Linked DNA regions of Mus musculus: region 1 is linked to region 2. Evidence: chromatin contacts called from public promoter capture Hi-C data. All regions are on one chromosome and are shown on one strand. The core of a region is the stretch at or near the end of the contact, and the rest is flanking DNA. Distances in the headings are between cores, read along the strand shown. Region 1 holds the start of Insm1 (insulinoma-associated 1). Region 2 overlaps Cfap61 (cilia and flagella associated protein 61).

What was found. Promoter capture Hi-C pulls out the DNA fragments that hold promoters and counts their contacts.
Region 1: a contact with region 2 is called in a promoter capture Hi-C map of pre-B cells. The contact joins the promoter of Insm1 here to the enhancer-like site in region 2. A contact is called at or near these places in 3 of 39 promoter capture datasets (the C10 cell line and pre-B cells), 4 of 484 Hi-C or Micro-C datasets (the 63-12 cell line, the C10 cell line, conventional type 1 dendritic cells and 1 more), 1 of 115 datasets of contacts at active chromatin or transcription factors (large pre-B cells) and 1 of 9 other capture datasets (adipose tissue).

The regions. Positions count from the first base shown.
Region 1 is chr2:146,219,019-146,223,745 of GRCm38.p6, reverse strand. It overlaps Insm1 (insulinoma-associated 1), which reads right to left and starts at 1,749. Exons shown (of 1, transcript NM_016889.3): 1 at 1-1,749. The coding sequence starts at 1,480.
Region 2 is chr2:146,128,491-146,132,670 of GRCm38.p6, reverse strand. Cfap61 (cilia and flagella associated protein 61) reads right to left here. Exons shown (of 27, transcript NM_001369121.1): 22 at 3,425-3,717. Among named protein-coding and RNA genes, the nearest start is that of Gm34629, 31 kb to the right of the region's middle. Within about 2 kb of position 2,285, at least 6 of the 459 cell types and tissues checked have an H3K27ac peak or open chromatin away from gene starts, as enhancers often do. A contact at or near this core is called in the 63-12 cell line and pre-B cells, where this site is marked.

The DNA of each region.
Region 1 (4,727 bases), core at 500-2,999, 92 kb before region 2:
CCGGGGAGCTGTAGAAGGTGGCCGGGCAGTACTTGCAGGGGAACACCTGGGCAGCGTGCAGCAGGCGCAGGTGGCGCTCCTGGGCGCCCTTGCTGGGGAAGGTCTCCCCGCACACTGGGCACAGGTGGCACTGGGCGGTCGCACTCAGGCCCAGCACGCCGGCCGCCTCGCCGTCGCCCGAGGCCTCCTGGGGCGCCTTTTCGTCGGGCCCCGCGTAGAAAGCCAGGATGTCCTCGGCGGGGGGTGGCGGCGGCGGCGGGGGCGGGGGCGCGCCTTTGGCCTGCAGCGCCTGGTGATGTGCCAGCAGGTGCTTGCGCAGATAGGCCTGGCGACGGAACTTCTTGGCGCAGTGGTGGCACTCGTAGAGCCCGTCCTCGGAGCCTGACTCGGATACGCCGCCAGGGCTCGGCGTGTCCCGATCGCTGCTGCCGCCGCCCGCAGCCTCGCGCGCCTCCGCCCTGGTGGCGGCTTCTGGCTCTGGCGCGCGGGCCGCCGCGGGCACCGGCCGTGGTTTGTGCCAGCGGCGGTGCGAGGCCAGGTTGGCCGGGCAGCTGAAGACCTTGGCGCACTCTGGGCAGCGGTACTCCACGCGCACGATGCGCGAGCACTTGTGCTGCGCCAGCGCGAACGGGTCAGCGTACTCCTCCTTGCACAGCTGGCAGATGAACTCGCCCAGGGGTCGGGTCGCGCCCCCCGCGCGACCCCGCGGCGCCTCCACCGGGCCCTCCTTGATCTTGAGCCCCAGAACCGGCGACGTGGTCACCTCGTCCTCGAAGTGCAGCTTGCGGATGGCCTTCGGCTTTTTGGCGCTCGGGGCCTTGGCTGCCTTGGCGGGCGGCTCTGTAGCGACAGCGGCGGGGGGCGCCGGTCGCTTGCCCGGGGGCCGCAGGGCCGCGGCGGGGGACAGTGGAGGACCGGTCCCAGGACCCCGGGCCGCCTCGGCGCCGGCGGAGAACGCAGTGCCCATCTTGAGCTCGGCGGGAGCGAAGAGCAGCGCGTCTCCGCCGCAGGTGCCGCCGCCGCCGCCGCCAGCGCCGTTGGCGCCGCTGCCTCCCCCTGCGAGCAGCGCGGCGGGCGTGGGGAAGGACTCAGCGGACACCGGCGAGCCCAGGTTGAAGCTGCGCTCGAAGTACTTGTGCTTCTCGTGCTCGCGGCTCACCGGCCGCGTGGGACTGTAGAGAGGCGCCGGGTGCGCAGCCTCGGGGTTGCCGAAGTGCGCGGCCCGCGGGCCTGGCGGGGGTGGCGGCGGCGGGCCTGGCGCGCAGGCGAGCGCGGCGGCGAGCGCAGCATGGGCGCGCTCCGCGAGCGCCGGCGGCGGAGGTGGCGGCAGCGGCCCGGGGCTGGGCACCGGGGGCTCGGCGCGGGCGCCCCCGCAGCCGGGTGACAGCAGCAGCGCCCGGTCACTGTCCTCGCCGCCGCGGACCCGGTAGGACACGGGCGTGGACTTCTTGCTGCGCTTCACCAGAAACCCGCGGGGCATGTTGGCGCGGTGAAAAGGGCGACGCACTGGTTGGGTCCCACCTCCGTGCTCGGCCCTGGCGGCCCTCAGTGACCCCAGCCCATCGCCTGCACGCGGCGGCTTCGGGACTCCCGCAGTGCCCGCGGCTGCTGGCCCGGCTCTGCGCTCCGCACGCGCGTCCCTGTCCCCGGGCCCGGGCGCCGCTCCCTTTTAACGGGGGGAGGGGGCCATTGTTCTCGCCTCCCGCTTCCCCCAGAGCCAATCAGAGCGTCCGCAGCTCCTCCGCCGACGAGGGCGGGAGGGCGACGGAGCGGCAAAAAAGGGGCCGGGACTCGAGGGTCGCCCGGTAGGTGCGGCAGATGTACCTGAGGGCGCGGGGCCCCAGCGCGCGCCCCTCGGCCGCCCCGCCCCGCCCCGCCCCGCCGCGCCCGGCGCCGCCGCCCCGCCTGGCCCAGGCACACGCCCGGCCCCGCCTCCCTTCACGGTCTGCTGCTCCTCTATGGGGAGGCGCACGTGCCTGGGCTTTGTGTGTCTCCTCCGGGGGGCGCGGAGCCGCCAAATGGGCCCGTCCATCAGCACGACAATGTGCGCCCCCCTCCCGCGCGAGGATTACCCGCGGGTCGCGAGCTAAATAGCAACAAAGGAGAAGAATGGCCCCAAATATGTCAGGAGGGTTCAATCCGCGAGCCGGAGCCCAGGGGGAAATTGGGCGCGCTGATGGGGTGGGGGCAGGGGCGACCCGAGGGCCGCGGCTGCTGCGGGAGAAGGGCGCGGGAGCTCCGCGCGTCGTATGGAAAATCATCGGCAAGGGGAACGCGCAACTCAACTCCGGACAGCCAGTGGCCCGACCGTGCTCTGGCCGCGGGAACCCGGGCTTCAGAGAGTAAACACGTTGAGCCAGCGGGCTTCGGCGGAGCGCCGGGTCTGGGCTCACGGGCTCAACCTGCCGGCGGGCCTCGAAAGCTTCTCTCGAGTTGGAGAAACTGTTGGCATAGCACGTTTTCGATCGCCCTCGGATGCGAGGCTGCATCCCTGGCCTGCTGGCTGGCTTCCAAAAGGAACTTGAATATCTGAAGTTACGTTCCTTTCCCTAATATGCCTGAAGCCGGAGGATTGGCATCTTTGCCAGGGTCGGACCCAGGCTTCAGGAGCCTCCTCGCTGTCCAGGGCGTAGGCAACGCCTGTGGAGTTGACCCAAGTGGGCCACGCACGGTGAAGTTGGTTTTCACCCTCTGCGCAGCCTCATGCATTTTCATTCTGAGCGGGCATTTTGTCTGTGGGTTGACATCAGATGCTAAATCAAGGGCTCCAATCAAGGCGCTGCGGAATAAAGCAACCGCCTGTCTGGGCGCGGGGGCCCCCCCCCCCCGGAGTCGTGCCCCCTTCACCTTTGTGAAGGAAATTAACCTCCCGCTATTGAGCGCGGGTCGCGGCCAATCTGGACGCAAAAGAGACGCGTGCTGCCGGGGGTGTGGGGAGGTGGGGGTGGCCAATCTGTCCTCAGAGGGAGCCTGCAGCCTGAGAGGACCAGCCGCTTCCTCCCGTGCCACTGGCAAGAGACAACAACGAAGGACACCCCTGGTACACACACGCCACACTAGACGCCAGATTTGGACCCAGACCCGGCAACTTGTCTAGGGATCTCTTCCCTGCTAATGGCTGAGAAAACACAGAAGGTTCTTTTCTTGGGGAAAGAAGTAGATCCCTAAGAAGCCCCTCACCAGGGAACAAATAGCCAAGACGCATCAAATGTCATAGCTGTAGAGAAAATGTCACTTTACTCAAAGTGAGAGAAACATTTTTTCCCTCTTGAAGTGAGCCTAGATTTTTGCTGAGTTTGACTTAGATTAAATTCCACTGAAGGCATTTAATCGTTTTGGGGTTTCCCTCTGAAAATACCCTGGCTTGGAAATTAAATAGTGGTTTTGGTTTTTTGTTTGTTTTTTGTTTTTTCAACAGAATCCACTTGAGTAGTACATTGTAATGGGGACAGTTGTCAAGGTGAGTTAACTCAGAGGAAAGAAATCTTATGATTTTATATCCATGATTTTTTTTAAAACCACCAACTGAAGAGAGAAAAATATATAAAGTGTTGTAATGGTTGCTAGTCTTTATAAAGTTAGAAATACTAAAATGAGTTACAATCCATTAATATTTCGATCTGGAAATAACTGTTATTTCTTTGCTCTTTTGAGCGCTGATTAATACTGCTGATGAAATTAGAAGAGAGAGGGAGATTCCGAGACAGCTTTGGCCAATTTTATTTCCTAATCACGAATCCCATCTGGGTTGTGGAATAATGGGGCGGGGCTCGACGGGCTACCCCCATCAGGATATTTAGTCTTGCGTATGTAACACTCTTTTTATTCAAAAGGCTGCCGGAAGAGTTCGTCGCCTAGTGAGTTCTTACAAGCAAACAAAAAAAAATCCACTAATAACTGTAAAGAAGGTGTGTATGTGTGTTGAATTTGTGGGGGTGCATATGACCAACAATTGAAAAAAAAACAAATAATAAAATAAAGATAAAAAAACCTTGCTCGAGGGAATTCAAACAGAGCTCTTGATTTAGTCAAGGAAATCTATTCAGTGAATCTATTCGTGGAAGATATTCAGTGAATATTTTCCACGCCTGTACAGTTAAAATAAATGGAAGCTTAGAAAGTCCTGGAACACTTAGGCTGCGCATTCGGACACGTGCTCACACCAGCCATCCTTCAGCGGGTGCAGTCCAGTAGCACCAGTGGTGGTAGGTATGCAGGATTTTCTCAGAACTTGGCTGCCTGCAGGGACCGGAACACCTACTCCTGCGAAGTGTCTTCCCCTGAGAAGAGCAAAGCTCACCCACGGCCTGCATGTCCACACTGCGATTTAGAATAATGCCTCCGCCTTAACGGGAGTTAGTGGGAGGCTGGGCTCCCAAGTGTCCCAAGTGGACACCAAAGCAAGGACTCCTTTCCCTTCATGGACGCGTCCCTGTCCCCTGGGCCTCTCCGATTCTTGTCCTTGCTGAATGGGAGGTGGGTACCAGCTTTTAAGGCTGCAGAGCCGGAGGCGGGCTGTGCTCGCTCCCATCATCTATCCCTATGGATGCAGCTGCGGTCCCGGGCAAGCATCGGGACACACTGTGACCACCAGCACTGCTCCGAAAGTTGAGACCACTGAGAGTTTCTAGAACTTGGGTGTTTAGGTATTGAGTACAATCTGAGGATTTAGCCGTGGCTTTAGAGCTGTGCTAACAGCTTTTGACCACTCAAGAAGGAGGAGACCC
Region 2 (4,180 bases), core at 1,036-3,535:
CACCCTTCAATTAATTTTTAAGTTGGCATACAAAGTAGTGGATTTCACTAAGATGTCATCATACACTTAAATCATTGTACTTTTTTTGTTTCCCACAACCTCCCGTGGAGTTTCCTCTCTCCCTGAACAGTCTCCTGTTTTCATGTCACATATATCCCCCACCTTCTCCCCATATAGTTTCCTTTTGTACTTTCACATCAGTAGAGGGCTTCTTAAAAGGTAAGTATCTGTGGGGCAAGCAGACTGTGCCACCAGACAGAAGAACTGGTAAGGCTGAGAGAGCTCAGACCCTGGGAATCTCAGAGACTTGAGATGGGTCATATATTGCAGCACCTCGAGCCCTTCCCCCATGCAAATAGAGCATCACAAAGGTCTCAAACTGAGCCGATAGGAAATATCTACCCATAAATCCCGCCCCACTCCTCCATCTTTATACAGTCCCTGTCCACTTGGAATAAAGCACACAAGTTGTTTCACCCAGGATCCTGAAAGTGGCTGTTTTTACTGAACTGTACCATGTGGGAAAGCGTTTTCTCTACCCAAGCATTCATCTCTGGACCTTAGACCCACCTGGCTGGCCAGGCTAAAGCTGTGTACAGTGCCTCTCTCTCTCTCTGCCAATGGCTCAGGCACTGCCGGTAGCTGGCTAGAGAGACCCAGGACCTCGGTTCCCTGCCCTACACAGGTCACCCAAACTTGTTTTATCATCCAGAGGATTTTTTTTTACACTATTTTAGTTTCCTAGAGATGCTGTAATACCTCAGAATGTTGGAAACATATTTTCTTATAGTTCTGGAAACTTGCAATCTAAAATCAAGGTGTCATGGCCAAACTCCCTCCAAGGGCTCTAGGGAAGAGCAGAGCCAGACTCTTCCTGGCTTTTGGTGGTGCTGCCATGCTTGCCATATGACTTCCATTCTCTGTGTCATCCCAAGTCATTCTTCCTTGTGTGTCATTAAATCACTCTCCTCATAAAGAGCACGAGGAATCCAGAGCCCAACCCAGACAGACCCAGGACGACCTGGTCTTGCTTACCCCAACCAAGCCCCTACTCCAAATAAGGCCACACTCGCTGGTGCTGAGAATTAGGACATCAGCATGTCTGTCTGAGAGATGAAGAAAACCTGGGAACCCGTCACAGCACAGTCGAGAGACACGTTCATTCCCATCTCAAGTTGCCTAACTCCCTGACAGATGATGATGCTACGGGGCGGGGAAGGGGAGGGGAGCTAACCACTCCCCTTTCCTAATCGCCCACACATAACAACTGCTGGCAAAAAAAAAAAAAAGATGCAAACCATAAGTTGGCAGATCCCTGGACATGTCTCTAGAGACCATTCCTTGGGAGACAACACAGGTCTGGTGGTTTGAATGAGAATGGCTCCCATGGGTTCATGTATTTGAATGCTTAGTCCCTAAGGAGTGGCACTATGTGACAGGACTAGGAGGTGTGGCCTTGTTGGTAGAAATGTGTTTCTGGGCGTGGGCTTTGAAGTTTCAAAAGTCCCTGCCAAGCCCAGTGTCTCTTGGCTTATAGATCAGGATTTAGCTCTCAGCTCCTGCTCCATCTCCTGCTTGTGTGCTGCCATGCTGTGGGTCATGATAATAGTGGACTAAACTTCTGAAGCCATGAGGAAACCCCCAGTGAAATGCTTTCCTTCATAAGAGTGGCCTTGGTCACGGTGTCTCTTCATAGTAATACAACAGTGACTAAGACACAGGAAAGGAAAGGCCTGGCCTGCTCTAGGATGAAGACTGAGCCGAGAGGTATACCAGACCAAAGTAAAAGCAACCAAAGGATGTTTCACTATGATTCCAATTTGTATCTGAATAGTGAAAAAAGGCAGAGGGCCTTCTGGAGAATCAGTATCTAATGAGACTTCTTAAGAGGGTTTCTTTACCCTCTGTTTCCTAACATGAATGTGTACCAATCTCCAGAGGTTCCGTAGAAAGATCTGGCAATCTTCGAGGGTCATGGTTTGGGGTAGAAATTTGAGGCTGAAATACTTTCAATTCCCCTATCTTAGATGAGCACAAAATATGTAAGTGTAGACAATGTAACTTTCAAAATAAGATTTTTTTTTCCTTTCTCATTGCTGAATCCTTAAGCCACAAGACACAGTCTGGGACTTATCTGGTGTTCCATAAATTCTGTGGAGTGAATACGTGAACAAATATGGTAAATAGCAGATTAGAATATTTCTAAGGACCTCAGGTCTCTCAGATCACACCCTCATGCCCCTGAACACACCCTCCACGAAGGGCTGATGTCATCTGAGCTGGGTTCTTAGGTTCTATGATGGTAGGAAGGAGACGAGGCCTAGAGGAGCTACAGGCAAGGCTTTTTGATCAGAACTGTGAGAGGAGTGAAGCTATAACCCAAAGCTGGCTGGCCAGTGGGCGTGGCTTTAGGAAAGCAAAGGGCATCATGGCTAGTTCAGCTGCAGCAGCTCTCTGGTCAGTGGACTCCACATCTGGTCATTTTCAGGCTTCCTGGACCTGCATGCCCATTAGTAGGGCTGCTATGATTTTAAGCCTGGGATTGCCCATGGGCCTGTGTTCCCACTGTACCCTTTTTGGGGTATGTTATAAGAAATCAGAACAGGGACAACCTTTTTCAGCACCTGGTACTGTAGCCCCTTGGGGGGTGGTCTCTGCTCATCGAGGTTGCTTCTTTCCCTTTTAATGTACAGTGGGCAGAATTACTTGTCTGTAGGGAGGGTGTGGCTGCAGACATGCTGGCTGACAGCTGAGGCCTGGTCTAAGGGGTAGACACCCCAGTTTCTGTCCCATTTGCTCTTACAACTATCATTTGTTTGTTTGTTTGTTTGTTTGTTTGTTTGTTTGTTTTGACAAAGCCCAGGCTCAAGAAAATTCCAGCTGAAGTTGATCTAGCATCAATAGCCAGAAAAGTTAACGTGTCTTCTAGATGATTCCAGCTTGGTCTACTGTTGTAAATTCAATTACAAAAGAAATCTCCTGTGGGAACTACCTAGTTGGGCCAAGCAAACCCCTAGAGCAGAGGTAAAAGTGACAATAAATTGTCTTAAGTCCCTGTGTTGGTAGTAGCTGCTTGCTTTTGAGTGACCCAAATGGTTTGAAAACAGACCCCAAATGTACATTCTGTACTAAAATCTTTCAGCGTCCCTAGTTCTGGGGAGGTCAGCACCCATGCTAGGCCAGAGATTCTCAGCATTCCTAATGATGCGACTCTTCTATGCAGTTCCTTGTGTTGTGGTGACCCCAACCATAAAGGTATTCCGTTGCTACTTCATAGCTGTAATTTAGCTATTCTTGTGAACTGAAATGTAAATATCTGATGTGCAGGCTGTCTGATATGTGACCCACAAATGGGTCACGACCCACAGATTGAGAACCGCTGCCTTAGGCAGACAGTAAGTGTGGTTCATGCGGATGGACTTACTGAACACTCCAGTCTGATAGGCTTGGTGGAGGTGGTGAAGCAGGCATTGTAGATAGGATCCGGGTGCTGGCCATGGTTCCACTGAGCCAACAAGGCGTCATGAAAGACTGTCACCCCAGCGGCACTGAGTGCATCTTCCACGGCACTCTCTACATCATTGTTGTTGATACAGGTTATGTTTGATTCAGTTGGGGGATGCACAAAGTAGATGCCGCTCCCCTTCATGCCAATGTTGAGGAGTGTCTCCACTGTTGTGTAAGCGTCGAGTGTATTCCCGTAGACAATGACCTTCCCTAGAAAGAGAGGGAAATGTTAAAACATACGGCTAAAAAAAACAAAACAAAACAAAAACTTATTAGTCAAATGCTAATAATGCCAAATTGCTCCCTCCAACCCTTTCATTTCTCAGCTGCAGGAAGCCAGCAGTGTTACCTAGCAACGGCGACCAAGATAATTTAGTAAAGAATTGGCACAAAACATCCCACAAAGTAGTCAAGTACTTCTAACACAGAAGTAGGACATTCATTTATGTTCCTATAATTTGAAAGTTGAAATTATGCTGGAGGAAATGGTCTAGAATAAAACCTTTTATCTTGTTTTTGTTCCCTATTTGCTACACTTATTAAAGAAACAAAATTGCTGAAGTCTGCCATGCATACAACTTCTTGTGAACCAGGAAAGGACACTGGTAAAAAACACATTCACATATGGGATGTGACAGCGGGTTTTAATATGTAAATGTTGACCTGGGTTGAT